Linked DNA regions of Lactuca sativa: region 1 is linked to region 2. Evidence: chromatin contacts called from public Hi-C data. All regions are on one chromosome and are shown on one strand. The core of a region is the stretch at or near the end of the contact, and the rest is flanking DNA. Distances in the headings are between cores, read along the strand shown.

Region 1 (5,799 bases), core at 2,552-5,051, 150 kb before region 2:
TACCATGAACTTTTTACAAAAATGGTTTAACAAAACAGTTACTATTTAATGACATTAATAAGATGAAATACCTTCTTCTCATCCAAGTTACGCTCAAGATCTTTCAATCTTGAGTTTAGGCGACTTATATGATTTGAAGCAACATCATTGCTGAAAGGAGTTTTTGGAAGAGAACCCAGATTGTGTTGTCTGTAAAGCTCTTGGATTGTCGAGTCTCTCTCCTTCTTCAAGGACTCATAAATCTAAGGCAACAAGAGCAATACCAATTAGTAACAATGCCCAAAATTGGAGGTTGGATATTGTAAAAAAAAAAAAAAAAAAAAAAAAAAAAAAAAAAAAAAAAAATCAGTATCAGTGTAGGAGAAGAAGATACTTCAGCTTCCTTCTTAAGCTTGCCAACTTCCCCATTGTACTTATTGATTTGTTGCTGAGATATATTGCTTTTTGTCTCTATGTCCTTAATGTCCCTATTTGACTTCTTGATTTTATCTTGAAGAACTGCTATCCTTGCATTAAACTGTTCATTCCATTTCCTTAAATCTTCATCAGGGTCTATTAAATATTTACCACATAATTAGAACAAACAAAGAGAAAATCTATAACTCGTAAAAGAGCCAATTAGGGCATATCCAACCCAACACCAAATCCCATTTTTTACACCACTTTACTCCAAACCCAACGCCATTTGTTGAACCAAAATGGTGTTAAGGAATAGTACAGCACCAAATTTGGTATTAAGCTATTCCTTTACACCACATTTGGTGTTGAATTTTCATGTGTTCAAATTGGTCTTTCAAGTTTGATTTTATTTCTAGTTACTTTTAACGGATACTTATATTTTAAATGCAATAATTGTTATTTGTAACATTATGGTATATATTAAACTGATATTAATTAATCACATATATTAAATTTAATCTTTATGTTTAAAATGTATTTAACATTTTAAATACCTTTTACTATTTTATATGTAATATTTGTTACTTGTAATATTATGGTATATATTAGATGCTTTAATATAATCATATATAATAAATTAAAATTGTTACTTGTAAGGTTATGTTATATATCAAACAGATGCATGACAAATTTGTAAAAAGCTAATAAATACCCATAACACCATTTTTTGCATCAAAATCATGTACTATTGGGTGCAAACAGTGATTCCTCTCCAACCCATTTCTACACCAAAAAGAATATTCCTTTTTTTCTAACTTATATAGATTTTCTATAGCTCCCCTTATATTTATTAGTTTTTTTTATAATTTATATGTAATATCTGTTACTTGTAATATTATGTTAATAACTTAATATGTTCTATATTAAAAACTTTTGTAATAATCATATATACTAAATTATTACTTGTAATGTTATGTTATATATTACACTGATGTAAGAAAAAAAATGTTAGAAGCTAATAAATATAACAAGAATTATAGAATATATATATATATATATATATATATATATATATATATATATGTATATATATATAAGTTAAAAAAAAAAAAAAGGAATATTCTTTTTGGTGTAAAAATGGTGTATTGGGTTAGAGATGAATAACTGTTTGCACTCAATATTACACGATATTGGTGCAAAAATGGTGTGGTGATATGGGTTGGATATGGTCTTAGAGATTGCTGATATAATTAAGATGCTAAATTACAAACCATCATTCTCTTCTGCTAAATCTTCAAAACGCTGTTGTTGCTCCTTAAACAAAGCACTTCTTTCAGCAGTCTTGGTGGCAACCTGGTCGTCAAGCTTACGTTTTTCCTTCAGTATAGCTTCAGTTTGACGAATTTTGGCATCCACATCTTGAATATGTCTATCCAAGTCCTGCATTTTACTCCCCAGTCTTTCTGATTCTTCATGATCTTGAGTGATGCATTGTCGAAGCTGTAAGAAGACACCAAAATCTAAACTTGTTGCATTGAATCGACTATCTTAAACATGGGAAGAAGAGATATAAACCTTGAGTGCAGCATCTTTCAAAATTTGAAGCTTCTCTAAATCCTTCTGAGAAAGCTTAATCTCTTGAGCCTGATCCTTGTGAAGCTTTTTAATAATCTCCAATGCCTTTGTATATCTTTACACGGAATTTACAACAGAAAGAGGTGTAAATCATTACTATTTACTCAAGATAACAGTTGTAGTAACAATGAAAACAAAGAGCCAAGTTAGAAACATGTAATTCAAGGAAGTACCTTGTAGCTGAGAAAATGTCATCAAACTTCTTTTTCAAAGTCGAAGAATCTTGAAGTGGCCAATTGGCCTCATCTTGGTGTACAAATATGACATTTTCAAGAATGGCTTTAGAGACACCCATAAGAGCAGGAATTTCACGATCCATGTCTGCACAACGATAGCTAAGGCAAACTTTCTGCATTTACACAACAATAAAAGATTGTTTTGAGCATATAATTATCAACATACATGTACCAGCTGTGGTTCATAACACCAAAATAAATTCTACTAGTAAGCAACTTTGAGGAAGTTGAACAATATGTTAGTAAATGACATGGTTGACTAAAATCTAGCAAATAAAGACCTTAAAACAGTTATGAAGATACACAGCTACAGTTCCAAGTGTTAAGGGATCATTTAAAGTACCTCTCCAGTGTTAGGGTTTATTGTCTGCAAAACACTCTCGATTGCCTTGTACTCCATCTTTGAAGCCTTCTGAGTCAACTGGAATGATCTTATACACACCACGTCTTTACCTGCTGCTGTCTTGAAACGTAGCTTTATTTGGGCCTTCGTTTCTGTTTCCCCTGCAACCTACAACCACCCCATTTCATCCACTTAAAACCATTTCATAACCATTAACCACACACACCTACATAAGTATATAAGCATTTCAAGGCCCATTTAGCATAGCTTCAAACCATCTTCAGGCTATTCTCATTTCTCTTTTCAAACAAACAATGAATACAAAGTTTTCATGTTAAAAGGTTGTATATGATGCCTTTGCTAAGCTTTCGGTATGTTGGATTTGATTAAAAATTCGCTTGTTAGTCAATTTTGAAACCATCAGACAGCTTGAAACCCAGCTTACAAAAAAAACATACATGAATCCAGCATTAATAAACATGTTTGTGTATGCATAGAGACAAATAGAAAGAGAGAAACCTTGGGATCATGGATGAAACTCTGACCAGACCTAGCATTTGGTGGCAATTCACCGGTACAGGATAGCTTTAAGCACTCAATAATAGTCTGTAAACCAAACCAACATGTTATAAATGAACATCACCAACAAGCACACTTCAGCATAAGTACACATAACTTCCGATGAACCCTACTTAGTAAATAACTAAAACACATCAACCGGTAAGTTAAATACAAAGAGTATGACGTATAAAGGTTCCAATCACTCTATCAACTAAGAACTAGACAAATTAAGCCAGTTCGAGAGGGGAAGATACGGAGGCGTTGAAGTAGAAGAAAATGTATTACAGTTTTTCCGGCGCCGTTAGCACCAACGATGAGCGTTAACGGCTTGTAAAAGGTGATGACGTTTCGGTTCTCCGGGTCGAAACTTCGGATGCCTTTTATCAACATCTTGTCCACCGTACTCATTTTGAAACCCTTCTTTTCGCTTTCCCTCTTTCTGATTGATTTACGGCTTCACTAGTAGAGATGAATCAACAGAGGATACTACACGAGCACATGATAGGGCATCCGAGTGTGTGATCCAATAGATTGAGTTCACTACGCCGGCGAAGAGTGGTGGAGGTTGAAGGTGGTGGTAGGGTTTAGGAGTTCCGGTGAAGGAAGCGGGTGTTTGACTATTTTTAAAAAATTCTCGATTTTACTTATTTATAGTTGTAAGCAGTTGTTGGCTTGTTGTACATGATATTGGTCCGCGAGTTTTTTTCATTTATTACATTACGAATTGTCTAACAAAAATAGTCGCACAATCTTACATTAGGAATCACCAATATCGTAATTTGTTAGTTGTAAATTTCATAATATTGAAAAATATGATCTTCGATATTTATAGGGGCATTTTGCAACTTCTTTAATGCTTTAAATAATAATGACCAAATTAAATTGTACAAATCTTGGGTGGATTGTGAAGACTTTGGTGATATGGTCTAGGAAGGGTGGGCTGAATCGAACATAGAGCACAATATGAGTGGTTTTTGGCGATTTGTGAAGTTCAAGAATAAGCTTAAAATATTAAAAGGAAACTATAAAGGATTGGAGAAAAGGGTGAAAAAGTGTTCATGGTGGGTGAGAGTAACGGAGCTTGGACATTTATTTTGAAGGGCCGAAAGTATAATATATATATGAAAATCGGAGACCAAGGGGGCCACAAATTGTCAGGTTCATGATTGATAATGGGCTTTGTTATGATAACTCTCCATTGGGAAAAAGATATTTAGAAAAAGGAATTTAAAATATAGAAATCAATGACATTCCTTTTATAAAGAAATGTTTTGTAAGTTTGATGGTGTTTGGATTACGACTATAAGGTCTAGTCATCGGTTCCAAACTTGGTCGATGGCCCAACACAATATATGCTTGATTCAAGTTTTCTTTCACGTTAATTAAAAGATACTACCTCGAGCCCTGTATTGTTCGGATGGTGAACGAACTTGGTGAGACGAAGTATTATTTTATCGATAGGTTTAATGTATCGTTCATCACCTTGATTATAAAAGTTGATGATCCTAGATTTATTAAAGACTTCAAATTGATTGGTTAATCGGATTTTAATATAATATTATTTTGAATTTGTTGGCTATTGTGGCTGACAACGTTGTAGCTGGTGGAGCATACATACGACCTTTACAAAGGGACATTAAAATTTGGATGACATGTAAATTATGAATAGAGTCCCTACGTAAAGTTTTTAGAATAGTCTGTAATAATTATTTTATCAAATCTAGCCACTTTGTAAAATGGAAAAATGTTGCTATAGCACAATAAAATCTTGTAATTTGTTCGATATGGTCACTAATTTTTTTCCACAATAAATCACTAAAGTGTTGGTTTACCTCTCAAATAGAGGAAAGATCAAAATCCATCCCAACTTCATGGTTACACTTAGTTTATGTGGCTTTCTTTAAATTAAAGAGTAGGAATTGATCTACAAGGCTTTTTCCCAAGTGTCAAAGAAGAAGAATATTGTCCTCGTGTACAAGCTATAATAAGAGACGTGGAAATTGGGAGATTCTAAAATCAGGTTTCACTTTACATAACTCAACATAAAATAAAAAATAAAAAAAAAACAACACATAAGCTTTGAGTTCTCCTAGGTATTTCATCGAATGGGTGGCAGGTCCCATGAAAAAGTCTTGCAAAAATATGAGAGGTGATGATGGGCAAGGCCTCACCCAATAGCAAGTGATTGTTACAGGTTTTGCATACATAAAATGGTACGACACTAACACTCTGTTCCCGAGATCAAATTAACGAGAGAAAAGAAAGGAAATGGGTGGAAATGAGAAGAAAATAAAAGAAATTGGAGTTCCCGAGTTTCATTAAAGGAAGGAAGTGGGGGGAAATAAAATGATCACTTTCCCTCCTAAATTTCTTTCGATTTGGGAGGATTTTGAAAGAAATAACAAAATAATTAATTTCCCTTCCGCTTCTCTCCAACTCGGGAACACAAAAGAAAATTTTGTTTTCCTTTCCTTTCTCTTCTTTTCTCTCCTGACTTTCTTTTCTCTTCTTTTCGTTTATTTTGTTACACTCGGGAACTAGGCGTAAGAGGGAACAATGAAAGAGTTGTTTTCATAAATTCGCATAGTACACTTTTACCTACCTAGTGAATAATGGGTCGATGTT
Region 2 (6,051 bases), core at 1,153-3,652:
AAAACCAAGACCCAAATACTTAAGGCCTAAAACGAGATCTATCCCAAAAAGCCCACAACGAGATTACGCAGGCCGTACCTCCCTTGGTACCTCAGCGTACACGCAAATCCTGATCGGGGAACTTAAATCAGTACACGGGGAGTACTGCACCTTACGCGGGGTGTACTGCTCTAGTCCAAAAACTCGATTTTCGACTTAACCACTTCATCCCAAAGCATCCAAACTTCAGGGAAGCTTCATTACAAGCCCTAACTGATAAAGTTGGCGACTTTATCAATTTTCATGTCTCAAAAGGACTCAACTTCCAAAAATAACCATTAAGACTCATATTAAGCACCTTAACACATGCATGGATGACTCTTAACCTTAATGATGCTAACTTTAAGGATCTTGAACCTCAGAAATGCTAAGAGTGGCAACTCAAAGCTCTTGAATTGATAACAACCACTAGATCCCACTCATGAGATCCAAAAGAGGATAATTCTTACATAATCATAGATCTAGACTTCTAAAGAGCAAGTTCAGATCTTTATACCTCAAATGAGCTGAGAATGGAGTGGAGAGTCTAGATCTAAAAGCCTTCCCTAGAACTCCAAACTTGCACAAATCACCTTCTTCAAGAACATGCGCCAAATGCACCCAAAAGCACCAAAAATAAGCTCACAACACTCTTAGGTTGTGTTAGGGTTTTCGAGAACGGGTCTCAAGGACTTTGGAGGCTGAGAATGAAAGAGCCTTGAGCTCATAAGGATGTTTAAATAGTGCCTAAACCCTAAAAATTAAGGTTTGGCACTCTGCTCATTACGCTGGGCGTACACCCCAGCCTACGCTAGGCGTACTCACCCCAGGCACGCACACTCCTCCATGCACGCATGGGACTTACTTGCAAACCTTTTTCACAAAGGACTAAATCTGCCAATTATTTCAAATTGCCATAACTTCCTCATCTTAGGTCCATTTCCAACGAACCTTATATCCACGTAAAGGTGACGAGAAGCCCTACACTTCTAACAACACACCATAGCCTTAAAACTTCCTGAACAAAACCCAAATCTCCTTAAAAGATCGAGCCAACGTCTTTACCAATACTCTTGGGCTCTAAAGCACAACTCGGACTCTTTTATCACACAACCTACCTTATAAATATCCAAAAAGGGCCTAAATCTTTCTCCTTTAAATCCTCAAAACCTTCTCATACATGGATTACGGTCCACAAGCCTTAAATCACAGAACGATTCGAAAACAGGAAGTTACAGTCTTACATAATAAACTATACATAATAGGATTTCATATCTCAAGACATAACCTTACAAATAAGACTACACCCTTAGACATAATTTTGGAGATAAGACTGCACCTACGAGAGTTGATATCCCATAACTAAACTTGGACATATGTGGAATCAATACCCCTAATTAGTCCATAATAAAATCTTTGCTATCCACGGGAATACAAATTATCCTGAAGCTGACGCGGAATTATTACTGTTTGTGTCATTATGTCCTACTAGTAGGACCTATAAACTGGGTTTCTCTATAAGATATTATGATAATAACCTATCAATAGGTAACTTGTGCTTGTAACTTGTCACTAGGTTCCATAACATGATTGCATTCACTAATAACTACTACTTACAAGAAATACAATCTCGATAATTGTCATGTATCACAAACTGTAATCTCTAGTACTCACTTTGGAGTATATCACACCACTAACATATATAATGCATTCTAATGTCCATTTGCTTATAACCAATAAGCTCGATCATAGTTTTTAATCATAATAACACCGAATATCCCAATAGTTGATATCAACCATACGAAATGTTAAAAATTTCATAATAAAACTTATAGCAATTCTCTATAACCAATCAACATAATATATGCTAAAGTTTCCATATTAAACTACTAGCAATATCCTTATAATCTCCACTTGAGTACATAATCATTTAAGTGATAAAACACCGAATATCAAACATTTATATATAGAAAACTCTTTTGCTATGAATTCATAAATATTCACATGCACTCACATGACCGGTTAGTGAAAACTAACTTCCTTTTTGGGCTTTAATTTGTGTTATTTAGCAACTCAACCCCTTGCCTAAACGTTAAGTGGTTCAACTACCGTATCCTCGTAAACCCTATAACCTAAGTTTGCAAAATATTTTATTTTAAAATACATTATCTTGTATCATTTTAACCTAAATAACCCCATTTTGCCATATGTTAATTGAAAACAAAGAATTATGTTAATTGCATATTTAGCTACCGGTCTCCAACAACCTTTTGTCATTTCAATAAAAAATTAAAATCCATAGATTCATTCACCAAACCCCGATCAAATCCTGGCCGTCCTCTCTCACCCCTTAAAACCTATTTATACCCCTGCACTCCCGTACTCTCTCCTTGCCTAACCCACCCCTCTCGGTTTTCTTCTGAAACCACAGAGTGTATCAGATCTGATCTGAATAATTCAAAACCCTAAATCCGACCATGGCTCTCACCGTCGAGAAAACCTCCACCGGCCGTGAATACAAGGTCAAGGACATGTCCTTAGCTGATTTTGGCAGACTTGAACTCGAATTAGCCGAAGTTGAAATGCCCGGTTTGATGTCTTGCCGGACTGAATTCGGACCTTCGCAGCCATTCAAGGGTGCTAGGATCACAGGTTCACTCCACATGACTATTCAAACCGGCGTTCTGATTGAAACACTAACCGCTTTGGGCGCCGAGGTGAGATGGTGTTCATGCAACATTTTCTCGACTCAGGATCACGCCGCCTCCGCCATCGCACGTGATTCCGCGGCTGTGTTCGCCTGGAAGGGGGAGACTCTTCAGGAATACTGGTGGTGTACGGAACGAGCTCTTGATTGGGGTCCCGGCGGTGGACCTGATTTGATTGTTGATGATGGAGGTGATGCCACGCTTTTGATCCATGAAGGAGTGAAAGCGGAGGAGGAGTTCGCGAAAACGGGGAAATTGCCAGATCCGACGTCAACCGACAATGCAGAGTTCCAGATCGTGTTGTCGATCATTAAGGAAGGGTTGCAGAGTGATCCGAAGAAGTACCACAAGATGAAAGATAGGTTAGTCGGTGTATCGGAGGAGACGACAACCGGAGTTAAGAGGCTATATCAGATGCAAGCCAATGGTACCTTGCTTTTCCCTGCCATCAATGTCAATGATTCCGTTACCAAGAGCAAGGTATAGTGCATTGGAATCACAATCAATTTTGAGTGGATCCGATTAATTAACTGATATACTTGTAAATTTAATAATCGAATGTTCTCAATTATCTCTTATCACAGTTTGACAACTTGTACGGATGCCGCCACTCACTCCCCGACGGATTAATGAGAGCCACCGACGTAATGATCGCCGGAAAGGTCGCAGTAGTCTGTGGTTACGGAGACGTCGGAAAGGGTTGCGCCGCCGCAATGAAACAAGCCGGAGCTCGTGTGATAGTGACAGAAATCGACCCAATCTGTGCCCTTCAAGCTCTAATGGAAGGTCTCCAAGTCCTAACCCTAGAAGACGTCCTCTCAGAAGCCGACATAATCGTCACCACCACCGGCAACAAAGACATCATCATGGTGGACCACATGAAAAAAATGAAGAACAACGCCATCGTCTGCAACATAGGCCATTTCGACAACGAAATCGACATGCTTGGGCTAGAAACATACCCAGGTGTGAAAAGAGTCACGATTAAACCCCAAACCGATCGATGGGTGTTCCCTGATACAAAAACTGGAGTGATTATATTGGCAGAAGGGAGGTTGATGAACTTGGGTTGTGCTACAGGGCATCCAAGTTTTGTGATGTCGTGTTCGTTTACAAACCAGGTGATTGCACAGCTTGAATTGTGGAAGGAAAAGGGAAGTGGGAAGTATAAGAAGGAAGTGTATGTGTTACCTAAGCATCTTGATGAGAAGGTGGCTGCTCTTCATCTTGGTAAGCTTGGAGCGAAGCTAACGAAGCTTAGTAAAGATCAGGCTGATTATATTAATGTGCCGGTTGAAGGTCCCTACAAGCCTGTTACTTACAGGTACTGATTAAGCATAAACCATTCGAAATATATACGTCTGGTGGTGGTTGTTGGGAAAGGTGGTTGGAGAGAATTAATTGGATTATGGGGGTTGAATAAGGGTGGAGTATTGAAGGTTGTGTAATATTGTAGTGGTTATTATTTTATTATAATTATAATATAATGGGTTAAAATGAAAAAATAAATAGCAAAATATTTTTATTTGTTTTATATTTACTATAGCATCACATGTTTTCGTTTGTTGCTTTTATGGCAATAACCACGGAGCCAGCGGGCCAAGCAGATTTCAGACCCGGTACCAAATGGAAAAATGCGACCCTTGGCCAATAATTTATTTTTTGGTAAAAAGGAATCAATGCTATTAATTAAAAAGGATACCGTATTAATGAAAGGAAGAAAAGAAAGTACTTTGTAAGCAACAAGCCGACAATCAACAAAACCAAAATTTAAAATCAAAAAGTTCAAAAAAAAAACACAAATTTAGATATTTTTATATGTAAATTTTACTCCAAAGAATCTTAACTTTCTAAATCCAAATTCAAAGAAAAAAGTCAAAAGTTTTTGTAGAAATGATATCGATAATTTCAATTATTGGTTGGAAAACATAGGAAAAATATCTCAGTCAATGCCATTCATAAGAACAAATAAAGGATACTAATGAAAACTATTTGTGTGAATTGACAAATGAAAGTACTTCTCATAAGAAACATTCTTGAAGCCACCAACATGGAGTCAAGAAAAACCAAAATTACCGTATGTGTTTTCAAAGTGCAAAGTTAAGGATAAGAAATTCAATATTAATGTATCGATGTCGAAAGAATATATTTCTTCACCTCAAAGTAATGGAGATGATTTGATTGATCGAAAGTTTAAAGTTCGTAACTGGATTTGTAATTTTACATTTCACACTACATTCTATACTAATTTTTATGGACCCAAAAAGCCTTGGGTACCTAAATCTCTCTAACTCATTGCAGGTGCTATGTGACGAACAATATGATGAAAATTGGTACATTGATAGTGGTTGCTCACGTCACATGACCGGAAGGAACGAGTGTTTAAGAGATTTTAGTAAACTTACAAATGTTTGGTGTCGTGAAGTTTGGAAATAATAATAAGTATACAATCAAAGGATATGAGAAAATTACAAATGAGAACTTAACAATTAATTGAGTTCCTATGTCGAAGGATTAAAACACAATCTCATTAGTGTTTCTCAATTGGTTGTAGGAACTGAAAATCAGGTGTTGTTTGATGAAGAAGGGAGTGATATATCTCACCAACGATGAGATTTAGAACCGGAAAATCGGACCAGAACCGGAATCGGAACCGTTAGAACCGGAATATATACAACCGGTTCCGGGTTCGGGTTTAAAAATTGGCTACATCTGGGTTTGGGTCCATCAGGTCTGGGTAAATCAGGTCTAAAAACTGGAACCGGTGTTTGGAATCGGAACCACTTTTAGGGCAAGAACCAGTTTTTGTGAAACATTTAAAAGATGTATATCTCATTCGTTTCAACTCTGATTGACATGTGGTTTTTTTTCCAACATATAGTTTAGAGTTTGTACATGATTTTAGACTATAATTTTGTTACTTTTGGTTTCATATTCAGTGAGTTACAGTCCCCTAAATTCGGGATATCAATATAAAATTTTCAAAGTTCAACCTACTAAGTAGTAAGTACCAAAAAATTCTAGTTTTTCCGGGTTTTCCGGTTCTAAACTCACTTTATCCGGTTTCAACCTACCCACTTTGATGTTTCCGGGTTTTCTGGTTCTAGACCCACTTTTGTAACACCCCGAATCCAGAAGACCAAGAAAGGAAAGGAAAACCTCAAAATCAGGAAGCGACTCGTCGAGTAGGTGGGATGACTTGACGAGTAGGAGCACGATTTGGGTCGCGGGTTAAGTGACCTACTCGACGAGTCGGGGGACCGACTCGGCGGGTTGGTCTGGGTTGGGAAAACCCTAAATTCGGGACTTGGTACCCTATTTAAGG

What was found. Hi-C and Micro-C count contacts between places; a contact is called where the count stands out from the background.
Region 1: a Hi-C map of seed shows a contact between it and region 2, with 4 times the contacts expected there. The contact joins the promoter of LOC111912063 here to the promoter of LOC111912064 in region 2. A contact is called at or near these places in 3 of 4 Hi-C or Micro-C datasets (bud, leaf and seed).

What each region holds. Positions count from the first base shown.
Region 1 is chr6:89,554,274-89,560,072 of Lsat_Salinas_v11, reverse strand. It overlaps LOC111912063 (DNA repair protein RAD50), which reads right to left and starts at 3,801. Exons shown (of 27, transcript XM_023907817.3): 1 at 3,460-3,801; 2 at 3,133-3,219; 3 at 2,614-2,781; 4 at 2,208-2,383; 5 at 1,975-2,089; 6 at 1,671-1,899; 7 at 374-552; 8 at 72-242. The coding sequence starts at 3,582.
Region 2 is chr6:89,403,231-89,409,281 of Lsat_Salinas_v11, reverse strand. It overlaps LOC111912064 (adenosylhomocysteinase 1), which reads left to right and starts at 2,402. Exons shown (of 2, transcript XM_023907818.3): 1 at 2,402-3,206; 2 at 3,311-4,260. The coding sequence starts at 2,496. The coding sequence ends at 4,057.